Linked DNA regions of Bicyclus anynana: region 1 is linked to region 2. Evidence: chromatin contacts called from public Hi-C data. All regions are on one chromosome and are shown on one strand. The core of a region is the stretch at or near the end of the contact, and the rest is flanking DNA. Distances in the headings are between cores, read along the strand shown.

What was found. A called contact is a pair of places that touch in the nucleus more often than the background predicts.
Region 1: a Hi-C map of whole larva shows a contact between it and region 2, with 3 times the contacts expected there. The contact joins the promoter of LOC112053885 here to the enhancer-like site in region 2. A contact is called at or near these places in 2 of 2 Hi-C or Micro-C datasets (whole body and whole larva).

Annotation. Positions count from the first base shown.
Region 1 is chr3:15,881,930-15,888,612 of ilBicAnyn1.1, reverse strand. It overlaps LOC112053885 (tribbles homolog 2), which reads left to right and starts at 1,468. Exons shown (of 5, transcript XM_024093478.2): 1 at 1,468-1,604; 2 at 2,699-3,083. The coding sequence starts at 2,787. The region is part of intron 1 of LOC112053876 (eukaryotic translation initiation factor 3 subunit H); the gene reads left to right.
Region 2 is chr3:15,850,957-15,857,990 of ilBicAnyn1.1, reverse strand. The region is part of intron 1 of LOC112053876 (eukaryotic translation initiation factor 3 subunit H); the gene reads left to right. All of the region lies in intron 3 of LOC112053885 (tribbles homolog 2), which reads left to right. Among protein-coding and RNA genes, the nearest start is that of LOC112053885, 33 kb to the left of the region's middle. Within about 2 kb of position 5,565, at least 8 of the 8 cell types and tissues checked have open chromatin away from gene starts, as enhancers often do.

The DNA of each region.
Region 1 (6,683 bases), core at 219-2,718, 35 kb before region 2:
GAGGGCTCTGTAAAATAGTTTTGTCTTGTTTTTCTTAACAGCTCCAGTAAAAGTTCTTTTATATCACTAATGTAGTAATCTGGACACTGGACAGTAAAATCGTGTACCTACATATATCTAATTAAAATTTAAAACTCGTTTATTTCAAGAAGTTTACGTAACAAGCACTTTTGAAACGTCAAGTCTGTTTGTTCGTAGTGACTAGTGATTTACTGCCGATCTGGAAGGCAGGTTCTGCTAAGAATTGCCGGCAAGATACGCAACACTTACCTACTAAATTATTAAAAATCATTCATTTTATACTTTACAATGAAACTTAAATGATAATTTTAGAAGTTCCATGTCACCCGTTTCTACACTTTGGAATAGAAATCATAGTATTTTCTACCGACATATGCCGCTTCCACACTGCACGAGTGGCGTTGGAAGTAATGAGGAAAGTGAGCAGGGAATTTGTATGGTTACTCGTCTGACCGCGAACATTCGTGGAAATATTTCGGAAATATTTGCACGAGTATGTCTGCAAGTAGAGCAATGCTTGGCCAGGCAGTCCAACATTGCGGCAACGCGACGAATAGCATGAGAAGCATAGTGTGTCGGTCGGGTTATTAATAGGGTCCTATTTATTGCATTCGTCCGATTGGAAGGTCTGTAGCGACTTTATGGGAACATGTTCCACAATTGAAACAGGATCACACGTAGACAAACATGCTCGTCCTTGTTTGCCTACTTCCTCCTTAGGTAACGAGGTGAAGATGCGGGCTGCTAAGAGCAAGCTCAAACATGATCGTACAGCCACAGGATATTGGGCCAGGAATCCGTGTAAACTCAAACAGTTCCAACCTTTTTACAGGCTGCATAAATGTTTGTAATGTAATTTACAAAACTCGATTCTATTTCTTTTATGATACTTAGGTCGATATTTTACTAGAGATGTGTTACCTACACAAATAGATTCGCTAGTCATAAAAAGAGGAGGTATTAACAATTCTCACATATTATTGAAATAAGGAAATAAACGAAAAAATCGCGCGTCACTTTGTCTGTATCTTTTAATACGTAGGTATTTGAAAAATTCTAAAATAGGTACTCGCCTACCTAGTATCTACATAAGAGTAATATTGCCTTGGTTTTGACTTACGAGTGTTCAGTTTAATTATTAACAATTTATTTTTTTAATTTAACTATTATAAGTATTGCTTAAAATATCAATTAGATCAAGACCGTAGTGTATTTCATAATAAATGGCATTCGATTGTTAAACTACATTTAATTTTTATAAAGGTTAAACATAACATAATACCTTGATACATTTTATTAGGTGCGAGCAATGTCACTTTGTTTTAATGGCATAAATAACATCAAACTTCTAATCTTCCTATCAAATATATTCAATGGATTTGTAGGGTAGGTGAATAAAAAAGGAGCAAACTTCTAGTCCAGTTTGACACTGCAACACTCCGTACTGCGGAGGATTTTTGTAAGGTTTTTTAACTCGACTGGTATACGTTTTCGTTTATTGCAGAATCATACGCCTCGTCTTCAGAGGGGATTCGAAGTTTGGTGCACGGCGCCTAATTTGACAATTAGGAGTAGATATGTGGGTAAGTTCTAATATTTAATTTTACTGATAGGCATCACGTTTTACCGTTAATTGATATTTGCATATTATATGCTTCATTAGCAAGCCAAATATCTATCTACCTACCTACCTACCTAGACAATTTAAAAAAGTTAAAAACATGTTATGAAATGTCGTCAATTTTATTGGTAGGCTATTGTCAATTTGCAATAATATAATGTCGCAATTCAAAATGTTTATTTTTGCAATAATATGATGTAAGTTGTCGAATGCAGACTAATTTAAAAGTAAATTAATGATGTAGTGATGCATACCTATTACCTACCTATATAGTTGCAGGTAGGTAGGTTGGTACTTATTGAACGCGCTACGTGCGTAAGTAATGTCAGCCAATTTCGAATTTCAGTCTTGAAACGAGAATTTTTTGCAATCATTACGTACATTTTTTTGTAAAATACCGCACTTAATTTCTGTTGTTTAATTTATTGTTGTGAAAAATATTGAAACTGTATACACATTTGACATCATTGCATTGCCAAACGTAAATGAATGGTCGAGTGCTATCTCTCTCAAAGGGGCGGCGTATACGCTAGTTAGAGAGAGACGGCAGGCGACAGCGCGCTACGTCTTCGAACCGCATGGCGTATGCTTGCGTAGTACGCGAGCTGACGGTGTGTCGACATTGGACGTTCAACATTGGATCCACGGTTGCTGGCCCAAGGCTCCGCGAGCGCCGCGTCAGCCTCGTCACAACTCTCAAATAGTCTCGCAATGGCGTTAGTGCAAGGCGGTCGTGTGTTCGCTTAGTCTCACTTCAACCCGAGCGGACACCGGCCCAAAATATTGGCCTGTCTATACGTGTTCGGTTTACTCGAATTTAAATTCCTGTAATACCGTGCTCAACAAGCGAAATACGTCACCACGGACAGTCAAATTTTGGTACGATATCCACTCAGGACGAATCATTTCAAGGTTCGTACCATATTCGTAGTACACTTTTAATACTTTACAATTTCCCCTTACTAAACCGCGTTGCTAAATCGCAGATTGTCTCATAGTTTCGTTTGATAATTTTGCAATTTTTCTCTATCTAATCGGGTGTTGTTTCTATTGCAGATCATGTTCATCTCATCATAGTTCCTCCTAAGTTTTAAGTGTTTGTGTTCTGTGAACGTTAGTGTTGTGACAGTGCAAGTGTTCAGTGATGGATCCCGGATCACCCTCGTTGCTGTGGCCTCTGCGCCTGAGCAAGCCGTCGACGTCGCCCGCGGCCGCGGGAGACAGCAAGGACGAACGGGCCCCGTCGCCTGCCCTGGCCGAACGCTTGTCTGCGGCTCCCTCGCCCTCCAGCCCAGCGCCCAGCCCAGCCAGCCCTCCGCCCGCCCAACACCAGTTCCAAGCGGCGCTCGTCGCGGAAAAGTATTTGTTACTCGAACAAGTGGAAGGATCATCACTCTGTCGGTGTGTGGATGTGCGCACGCAAGAGGAATACGTTTGCAAAGTAAGTGACCGATCTACATCGATAACTAAAACTATAAACGAAAACCAGTTGGACCGCGTCTCGACCCCGCGCAATACAAAATTGGTAGCATAAACAACTAGCCAAGCCTGCATGCTGGTGCGGTGCACAAATTATTTTTCTTACCCGTCAATTAAAGTTACTAAATAAATGTCCTTCATACTCATTATAGATCTTGTTGTTATATATAAGAAGCTTACATAACAAACTACATAAGCAATTGTAAACACCATTTAACAAACACAACATTAATTAAATTAATTTATGACTAGGTACTACTGATGCTAATTGCTACCCTATTGCAAGCTATTATTTTTTTCTTTATTCTTTCCCGTAGGGATAAGGCAAAGGTATTACACCGTACAGCCAAGCAAGCCATTAAATTCTTAGTTCGAAAACCTGTCAAATGTCAAAAAGTCGTTGATAATTTATTTGCTAAAAATACTTTTAGATGCAACGATTTATCTTCAGCCGACACGACAGGGATACGTAACGCGTCTCGTGTCGAAATTATGCCTTGTTTCAACAGAAGTTGCGCAGTTTTGTTTGATTGATACACTACACTGTGTAATCTCTTGTTTTACTCGACCTCTGGTCCAGTGGTTACTTAATTAGCTTGCTCATAATTTGAACACTATGTTTTAAAGTAAAATGAAAACATTGATAGCCACGTAAAACTATTATTTTAGAACTTATACAAGTTTAAAATAACATAAAAAATCTTAATTTGTGGACATGTTTATCGATTCAATGGCGAAACAGTACGTAACTGCTAGACTGCTATAAAAGGGTTCCATGTATCCCACGGGATAGACTCCCCATCGAGATAAGCCCATTTCCCAATAATATGCCCACATGGTGTTTCCCTTTCATTGCAATTAATCAATTGTTACTTGAAACCGAGTTAACTCTGCGACTCTTATAATTGCCCTTGAAAATGAATTCTCACACTGATAAGTGATAATGCCTTATCTGCGGTAACAATATCTGGGAAGATAGTAGGTAGATACCTATTTAATTATATTATTATTACTTTTTTATATATTTACTTATAGGTACTAATGTATCTTGGTCCCAAAAAGACAGGAAGTTTAATGCTTATTGAAATGCTAGAAGCATTTAGCCAGTCTACTGGAACGGCATGGTCAAACTCATCCAATGTACCTACCTAATTATTCATCATAAGTTTAGGTCTATAGACATTACAAAGCTCAAGTTCTGAATGTAGCCTTACTTTTAAATACTTTAAAAATCACACACACAAACACACGGAAAACAATCTTACCTTATTCACAAAAACTAAATTCATACCTAAGTATTTATTACAGATATTGTTAATAAGGATGTCAATCCACCATAAACTAAAAATATGTCGATACTATATTTTGTCGATAAATATCAAACTTTATATGTCACGGTCTCGCTGCTCGGTCGCACTTGTAGGCCAGCTAGAGTAGAGCCATCGCTTACAATGTCATGTGTCGAGTGTCGCAACTGCAAACAATAACGTTCACACCGCGAGATTAACGAGGATATCAATCAGAGATCTAATCAAATGTTGCCCTCGGACCTATCTACTTGACAACTTGTCGCTTCCGACCACTCCAAACCAGAAATTTATTAAATCGTGTTCAGCGGTACTAATGTTTTCTCTCGCAAGTGTGAATTTCAAGTTCACCTCTACCTTTCTTTTTCTATAGTATCGTCTTAGACAGAGACATAAGAGGCGAATTTGAAGTTTAGAGTACTCTAGTTGTGTGTCTATGTCCCGTACCCCATAGTTTGTAATCATGGCCTGTAAGTAATTCAAGCCTCAATTGCCCGACGTTCTTTTATAGAGAGGTCTTTTCTATTAACTATTGTCGTACCCTAATCCTAACACAATATTACTTGGAGGGTAAAGAAACATTGGTAATAAAATTAATAGACATACAAATTTAAAGTATTCTTAGAAGAAGTTTTATTAGTATATCAATAAAATAAACATAATTAATACCTGCTAGTTGACTCACTACATACAAAAATAAATTAGGTCGGGTGAACCTGCTTAACTTGGGTATTTTATTACACAGAAGGCAACAGCTATAGGTTATCAATCACAAATTTAATCAAATGCGTCATCTGATAAAGTTAAAGCGCAATTCGAGTAAATTCCTGTTTTTTTGCGAGCGAAATCTGTTCCGTGTCGGTTTGAATCATGCAGGCGCCAAGGCAACGTATAAAACTACAAACCAGTTAGGAAACTCGTTATTTTGAAGATCCTTGCAATACAACATGCGCGCGATATATCTACCCACTACATACACCTATACTAATAGCATTAACAACTGAGTCTTAGGGCCATAAATCATTTCTCTATATCTATCTCGCTTGCACTTATGGGTCTTATGGAGCCGTCTAGTGAAGGGTGTAACAATGAAAGACATATTATCGATAAGTAAAGTTTATTATCGTATCTTGTTCACAAAATTAAAAAAATTAACAATATTTGATTTAATATAATACATATTTCATATTTTATAATTATTAACTAAATAAAATTAATCTTCATCTGAGTCTTCATCATCAGAATCTTCGTCTTCTGCCAAATTTATTATATATTAGTATCCATAGTGCGCAACGAGTAACACATGAATGTATTTATTTAATTGCAGTAAACACATTTATAGCAAAAAAAATACGCAATGCAATTACATTAGAAACCGACCAATCAGAATCGTCCAAATCATTATTGACTCATCATTAGCACGTGCGCAGGTAGCCGTTTATCGATAATTAGGGTGCGCAGGTAGGCGCGCTGCACATTCCTATCTTTTTTGACTTTTATGACCGGACGACTCAGATGATAATGCGCATACTATAATTATAACGATTCGCCAGGTGTTTTCAACAAAAAACTGGACGGACGTCTAAACAAAGACTTGCAGCAAAATCGCTTCGATATAAAATTAGGTTTGCTTTTACCTATACGAAACTTAAATTACCTATCGGCAAATAAATGCTATTACTTAGATATTGCTTATATCTTACCGGCAGAAAACTAAAGCGCACAAAATCGTGATGTTAAAAGTGACCTTGGAATTGTTCCATTTTTAATTATTGTTAAACCTCTAAAATTCTTCGGTTGTATTACCATTTTCAAATTAAGCATAGAATTTGCTTAAAATAAAGTAAGTAATCGTAAATTAGATGTTAGATACGTTACCAAAAGTTTTTTAATCTATAGGCTGTTTGGTCATCAATCTTTGCCTATCCCTGAAGTATCACAAATATAAAAAACAATATTTGCTTACAAAAGACACAAACCAACGCTAATGTAGATATGTAATGTACAGTTGGCTACGATTTAGGCAACACAGGATACAAAGTTCCAGTAGTACTAGACTATTAACAAAGGCCCATACAGGTATTGTCAAGGCATAGAATAGGCACTTCCCTCGTGAGAACCTGGCAAGGTTAAGTGAGGCAACGTTATCGTTGCTTAAACGCCGTGTATTTACAACATCGACTCTTGCCAACACTACTGCCACATTTGTATTACATTACGTCCAATGTTCTATCTTACCCGGTATTATTTGTACT
Region 2 (7,034 bases), core at 4,316-6,815:
TTTGGAAGATGTTTTCCCAGTCTATTAGCTTCCCAGTTTATAAATCTGACTTTGACTGCGATAGATTCAAATACAGTAGCTACTATTTAGCAAAAAAAAAACAATTTCATTTAGTATTTTCCTTATCAACAGAAATCCGATCTAATAAAGCTGCTTCTGTTACAATTCAAGAGCGGAGATTTGTTTATGGACGTAACAAAGTGTGCGATGAGGAAAACAAAAAAAAAATAATGTTCCTTATTTCAACTGCGTAGTTTATCGCATCCTGTTACTCAGAAATATTTGATTTGTTTGGAATATATTCACGATTTTCCTGTTTGGCAAAATGAAAGTTAAATTGATAAGCGATTTCTTTTGGTCTATGTTGTTGGATGAACTGCGTTGTTTTTATCACATCCTGGTGCTGAGAATTGTTGTTTTAAATTAAATCAGAGTTTTCCTGTTGTTCAAAATGAAATGTTATTCAAAATAATGCGGTATTTTTTCCGACTACATTTAATAGTCGTTTGTGTACATTTAAATGTTTAAGAATCCGGCATCGACCTCCGCATCGCGACGGCTGGTTCAATGTCAAGTGTTTGCGCAAGCGACGCTCTTCCGCCCATTCGACCAGGAACCACCACATGTCCCATATTATTTAACTCGACGTTTATTGCTTCTACATTCTAAATCTAAATGTTTCCAGAAACTATATAATTCATCTACACTGTAATATTATAAAGAGGAAAAGATTCGTATTTTTGTATGTAACGAATTAACTCAACCACTGGACAAGCTACATTATTAGGGAGTTTTATAGGCTATATTTTATCTGTGTATTCCTACGGGAATGGGAATATCGCAGGCGGAACTGCTAGCTAGTTATAAAGAAATACGACAGGAACATGTGTTACTTAAAGTAGTTCTGATTTTATAATCCTTTGTAGAAATTTGGTGATACTTCTTTTATTATATTCGTCCGGTCCTTTACATTCGACAGGAAAAGATAATCTACCTAAATTGCTTTATGAAAGTGTTCAAAAAACAAACCCTACGTTATCGGTCGTTATTTCATTGTTTAAATAATTATCTAGATCACACTGGATTGTTTTATTATATTAAATCATTCAGTCACCTCTGTAGAGTCGTAAACGATGACGGAATCAAATCAATGTCGGAGATAAGTCTGACGTAACCGTCTTGGACTTTGCAATCATTAACACATTAGTACGAGACCAATGTTGCTCTTTTTATGTCTACGTACAGTGTAATTCTCTACTGGGTTACGTGATGTATTAGTAGAAAGATCTGCATGGATCATTTACGTGATTTTATTTGGATCATCAGCTTTCGTTAGCACGAAGTTAGTGTGTGGACAGTTTCACTGTATCACTCCGTGTAGTTCTCTAATCAAGATGATTAAAGTCTGAATTATTATTGCGCCGAGTAAATACCCTCGTATATTATTATTGTAAACTTCAGACGATATCACGTCATCTTTCATGAATATGATCGATCATATTGCGTCAGCACAATGATGAGTTTCATGAATTGCCTATATTATTAAATTGTCCTTACCAGTTAACTTATAACATTTGAATATTGTATTATCATATGTATGTATAGAATTTTTCAAAATCACTTTTGGTTAATTAAAAGTATTCCGTTTTAGTTATTCCAAGATCAACACTAATTGTATTAGAGTGGTACCATTTTATTTTTGTTTGACATTAAGGTCACTGTATTGGTTTTAATGTCAATCATGTCATACGTTTATAGATCCTACTGCGTACATATATGTGCACATAACTCTACCATTACATTAACAATACAGACTCATTCGTTGAATTCCACTGCAATTTCATTTACTTGATCAGTTACAACGGGTCGATTAATATTTAAGCTATATATGGCTATGTTTACTGGCAGATGATTGTGTAATATAATTTCATTCAACTTTACTTCCGGCCCCGTTATATCTGGCTTGCAAAAGTACTTAACGGCGCTCTCGCCTATTGTTTTTTTTAATAATGGAACCTCAAAAGTACTTAGCTTACTTTTTGTCCGTATTTATATAAATCTAGTACTTATTTTGCTGCGTTATTTTTATCGCAAATTATTTTTGAATCTAAAAAGACTTGGATTATTTAGTAGAGGTAAAAAAGTCTTTTTATTATAATATTTTGAACACATGAAAATCCCAGGACTAGGTTCTCCAGTCTACTTGCTTCATTCTTTCTAATTATTAATTCATTGGCTCTTGAAATCCATTAATACCAAATTTTAAATAAACCATAATTATAACATTAGTACCTAAAGGCACTAATACCCAGGATCTGACCACGGTCATTGGTCTTACGGCTTATCACACATTGCCAGAGACACCTAGTCAACACATAAAGGTCACATAATCTTTCTTATCACCAGCAGATAACGACTTAAGGTCGTGTTATGCCGCAACGTACGAGTATTTCTTACGTACTCGATATTATTAGCTAGTTGACTCTTCAATATTTATTCTTACATTACCAAACATCCACTAGAGTTTATGTAGATTTAGGTTTTCCTTTGTAACTAAATCCATTAGTTTATTATTTAATAATTATCATTAAAATGTATCAAGGTAATAATTTAATATCTCGCTCCGTATCATGTTTCCTCTTATTCTTTTCATTTTGCTATTTCTAACATCATTTTCGTTTTCCGCAAATCTTGCAAATTCATAAACTAGTTATATTAATAAAATATTCAATTTTTCATTGCCATTCATACGACCTAAAAATAAAAAAAGTCAAGATGTTTCATTTGCATTGTTAAATTTCGTATCGGGTTAATCTTTTACGAATTACCTGAACGTCGACAAATGTTTATTGTAACGAACTCGCCAATTGTGAGGCATCGCTCGAAATTCTGTGTACCCCAGATGTTCCACACAAATGCAGCATTGAATTCTCCTACGCATGATGTATTTTTCGGATTCTTTATCAAATCGATGATGCGTCGCGATAGAAAAGAATCCTCCATTGTGCAAGCGGCTCCTATTCATGACCAAGAATAACACCTATTCTTAAGAAGACAATAAACTGCACATGCGTTGTCTACCTGCAAGTCGCACGTGTTCAAAATTCGCATTCCGAATGTGCTGTGCGCAAACGAAACGAGTGACTATTGTTATCCTCTGCCATCGAGATTCGAACCAGACATTTTATAACACAAGGTGTCTTTTAAAGAAACAAGTTAACAAGTCGGTCGTAAATCCAGATCTACAATAGGGTTTTATAGTCAATACTTCTACGACGCTACTCATTTTGATGTTTCATTATATTTTTAATAGCGACACGATTGTTGTCACCATGTAAAATTTATAGTTGTCAAAATCAACTTTACTTTTCTTACATACTGTTTATATTGAGAAGAATGTACTCAATCTAGTTTAAGCAATATTTTTCTACCTGTCTCTTGCACATGATACACAATAATGGTTATCTTAGAACTCAATCTTCATTGTTGCTTGATCAATATTTTATATAGTGATGTAACAGACAATACAAACTTCTGAAGGGAAAGACTTGTTTGTCCATCTGACGACATCTCTATCTGGGGACCGGGTGCATACAACCCGACATTCAATACGACGTAAGGTCAATAAAGTTACGTTAGTATCGCAGCGAATGTTTATTCAAATGCAAGTTGTAACCAGTCTTTAAGTTTGACTTTCGACATATGCTGCGAGGTCAATATTTGTCGTTTTTTCGATAGTTCTTTCCTCTGCATCGTTCGCCTGACGTTCATTAATTTCGTGAAAGTTCATGTTACAATCTAATAGAAAGCGGAGATCATAAGAGCTATCTATAAGTAAAAACCGATAAGATAGTTACGCGTATTATTCCCCGCGTTCGCACGGAAAACAATTGAAAATTCAGCTCAATAAATGCGCCGGCAGGATATTACGGCGATCAAAGTAAATTGCTTTTGCTGTTATTAATTTTGATAACTGGGATTCAATTCGTTTCTCTCTTTTGTAACAAAGGGAAGCGATTGTATTTAATTTACTGTAGTCACCAGTAAAACAAAGCTTCGGCTGATACCGTGAAAATTGAATTCCGAATCGATCCCGAGCGCTGCGTAGGTAGGCGCTGAATAATCCAGCGTTGATATATATTTTTTGTGGCGGACATGTGCTCGGCCATCTGTTGGGTCAGATTAGAATATTTTTTCTCGCGTTTCTTGCCTAAAACATGTTATCATCTGGAAAAAATGACACGTAGCACATGGCGTTGTAGCGTCCTATGCGTCTACCTGCTTTTGTTCCCTCAACAATTGCTTGCGAACATCTGCCGCCGCCTGCGCATCTCATGACGGTGCGCCGCGCTGAATGCGTCCCGCTGCTAATGTGGACGGCCATCCGATGATCGATCACGTATACGCATCTTTTTTTTTATATCAAAAACTTGGCTTTACGTTCTCTAGGTTCTAGCCCTTTTGAGCAGCTACATAGCAACAGATATTCGAAATTTTATACCAAACTGAGGTCGTTCAGTCGAAGGTCCTTTTAACATTTATTTATTTATTTCACAAGATTTTTTAGTTGCATCAGCGCTGAACACTTAACCACTGAGAGCGATACTCAGATAAGTATAATTATTATTGCAGTAATAATTTTAATTTATCGTTAATTGTATTGTTGTTCTATATCATGGCACAACACGCACTTAAACGCTGATGAATATGATGTACCTACTTAGAGTCAATTATTTATTTATTACCTATATAGTTTAAGACTAATGACAAATATATGAGAAAGATACTTAGTTAATAAAAATGTGATGTCTATTACTTACATAATGCGTTCGAGGTCAGATTGCATTGCTAAAACACAAACTTGTTCAGCCATTACAATATATTTTAATAGCATTCATAAAAGAATCGTTATTAAATATCAGGAATCTTGAGCAATAAACCAATCCAATTCATAATGGCCGTATGTCGTGAAGCACTCTTTGCGGCGACAATGAGCTCTGTATGTAAAACAAAAGCATCCAACAGTCGATGTTTTACGATAGAAACAATTAATCGAGTGGTCCGGACGCTGGGATGCCAGTTGCGAAACAATTGTCCGTGCTGTTGCCAAACGGTTGTGTGCTACCGCTTTTGTAATACATCTGGATCGTTTTGAAACTTATTAACCTGTTTGTTTTGCGCTCAATTTTCGGTACTTACAGAGTTACAAAAGGCACCACTCAAAGGACTCCACCATTGTGTCCCTCTGTGCCCGCACAAAGGCGAACTCCGACGATCGAGTTACTTTTGTTCGCTGGACGCTAATTAAACAAAAGAACCCTCGCGTCCTTTGAATTAAGGTCTGTAATATTGTCGTGGCAGGTGAATGAAATGCGACAGTCATAAACACCTACAAAGGAAAGAGAAACTTTCGTGCCATTCATCATCTAGCCATTAGCAGACTGCTCGTCGCCATTAACTGAAGAACACTACAAGAGGGATTGTGTTGCAAAAGGCAATGAGCAAATGCAGCGGAACCAAGGCGTGCATTACTCGTGGCTTACAGTAACCGGCGCTCGGTTTTGGAGCGGAGTTTTGCCGCAACAAATCCTTGATGAAACCTTAACCCACTTGGATTATTACATGCCGACACCGGACGCCGCGAGCGCTGCAAGCGTTTCATTTTTTCGTTTTGTCACATATCGGCGTGTTCTTCATTACTTAAAATTCTGTTGGATGATTACAAAAAAGTTACTCGACAGGTGGATACGAATTCCTTCATGGCCTTCTGCATTGTATTTACGTGTGAGTATCTGTATAGGTCGACGGTGTATACGTGTAGGAATAGTAACGGTTACATCGGCCAGTGCAAGAACAGGTGCATCTATGACCTTGCGTAATACCACATTATAACAGGTATGTGTATATGACAAACCACTTCATACCACTTACATGGTTTACATGTGTTTCGACACATATTTAATCCTACTATGATTCAAGAACATAATGGACACAATAAAAAGCAATGATATCACGAAATATGAAGGATGGCGCTGACGCACATCTCGATTTATCAAACAATTTCTTGATCGACGTAAATCGTGCCAAAGATGTTTTTTACCGTGGCCTAGTGAGCCAATATGCCAATGTCAAAGCTGTCATAAACAGCCTTTGTGTTACAGCCGCGTGTTTAATGAGTTTCGATGTGAAAAACATGAACGTCTATTCGTGCCCTCATTTTTTTTGCTCTGATTATCGAGCGCGATTTATTATCGGGTTGGTTGTAAACGTAGGTGTGTGTGGGGCGAGCGGCGGCCTGTTAGTGTCACATGTATCATCATCGGCTGCAGCGCCGCGACGGCTCTCGGCTCGAATACTGGGTCAAGTACAACGGTGCTTGCCATTCATTGTCACTGCGCCGGCGCCGCTTCCCCCGCCGCCCCCGCCTCTCGCACACGCTGAACTTGACATATCCGCTCTTAAACACGTTTTTCGCCCATTCCTAAGGTCATCTATCATTTGATGTATTGTCACAGTGAACGCAATCGCTTTTCCGCACTTCGCGTGTTACATCGCAATTGCAATGACAACACACGTTACCTAACGCGGTGGCGGTGTAACGCAAGCAATGATAACGTACAGCTTCAGCTAGACTGGAGCTCGGCTGATTCGCAATTTTCCGTGCCAATTGTATTATATCACACGAGTCGCGGCCGAGTGCAAAATGTACGGGCCCGGTCCGAGGTCGTCGCCCGCCGCGCTAGAGCCTTTGCCGCCTCGAATGATACACAACTAATGGCCGAGTACATTCACCGCGTTAGAAAACCTACTTTAGTTCCGCACTTTCTTTATTGCATCACCGCAATGTGCCGTTTTGTCCGCACTCTCTTCCGCCAGAGCTTGTGCAAGCGGGTCGCATCGCGTAGCATACGGAGTGCGTCCGCAGTTCTAATTTCAAAATTCTTTACCTCATCTAATAATCGACCGCCTTCGTAATATCTCGGTGTGATTCAATCAGATAGTACAGCGCTTTCTTCGTTATGTCGGGCCCTTTG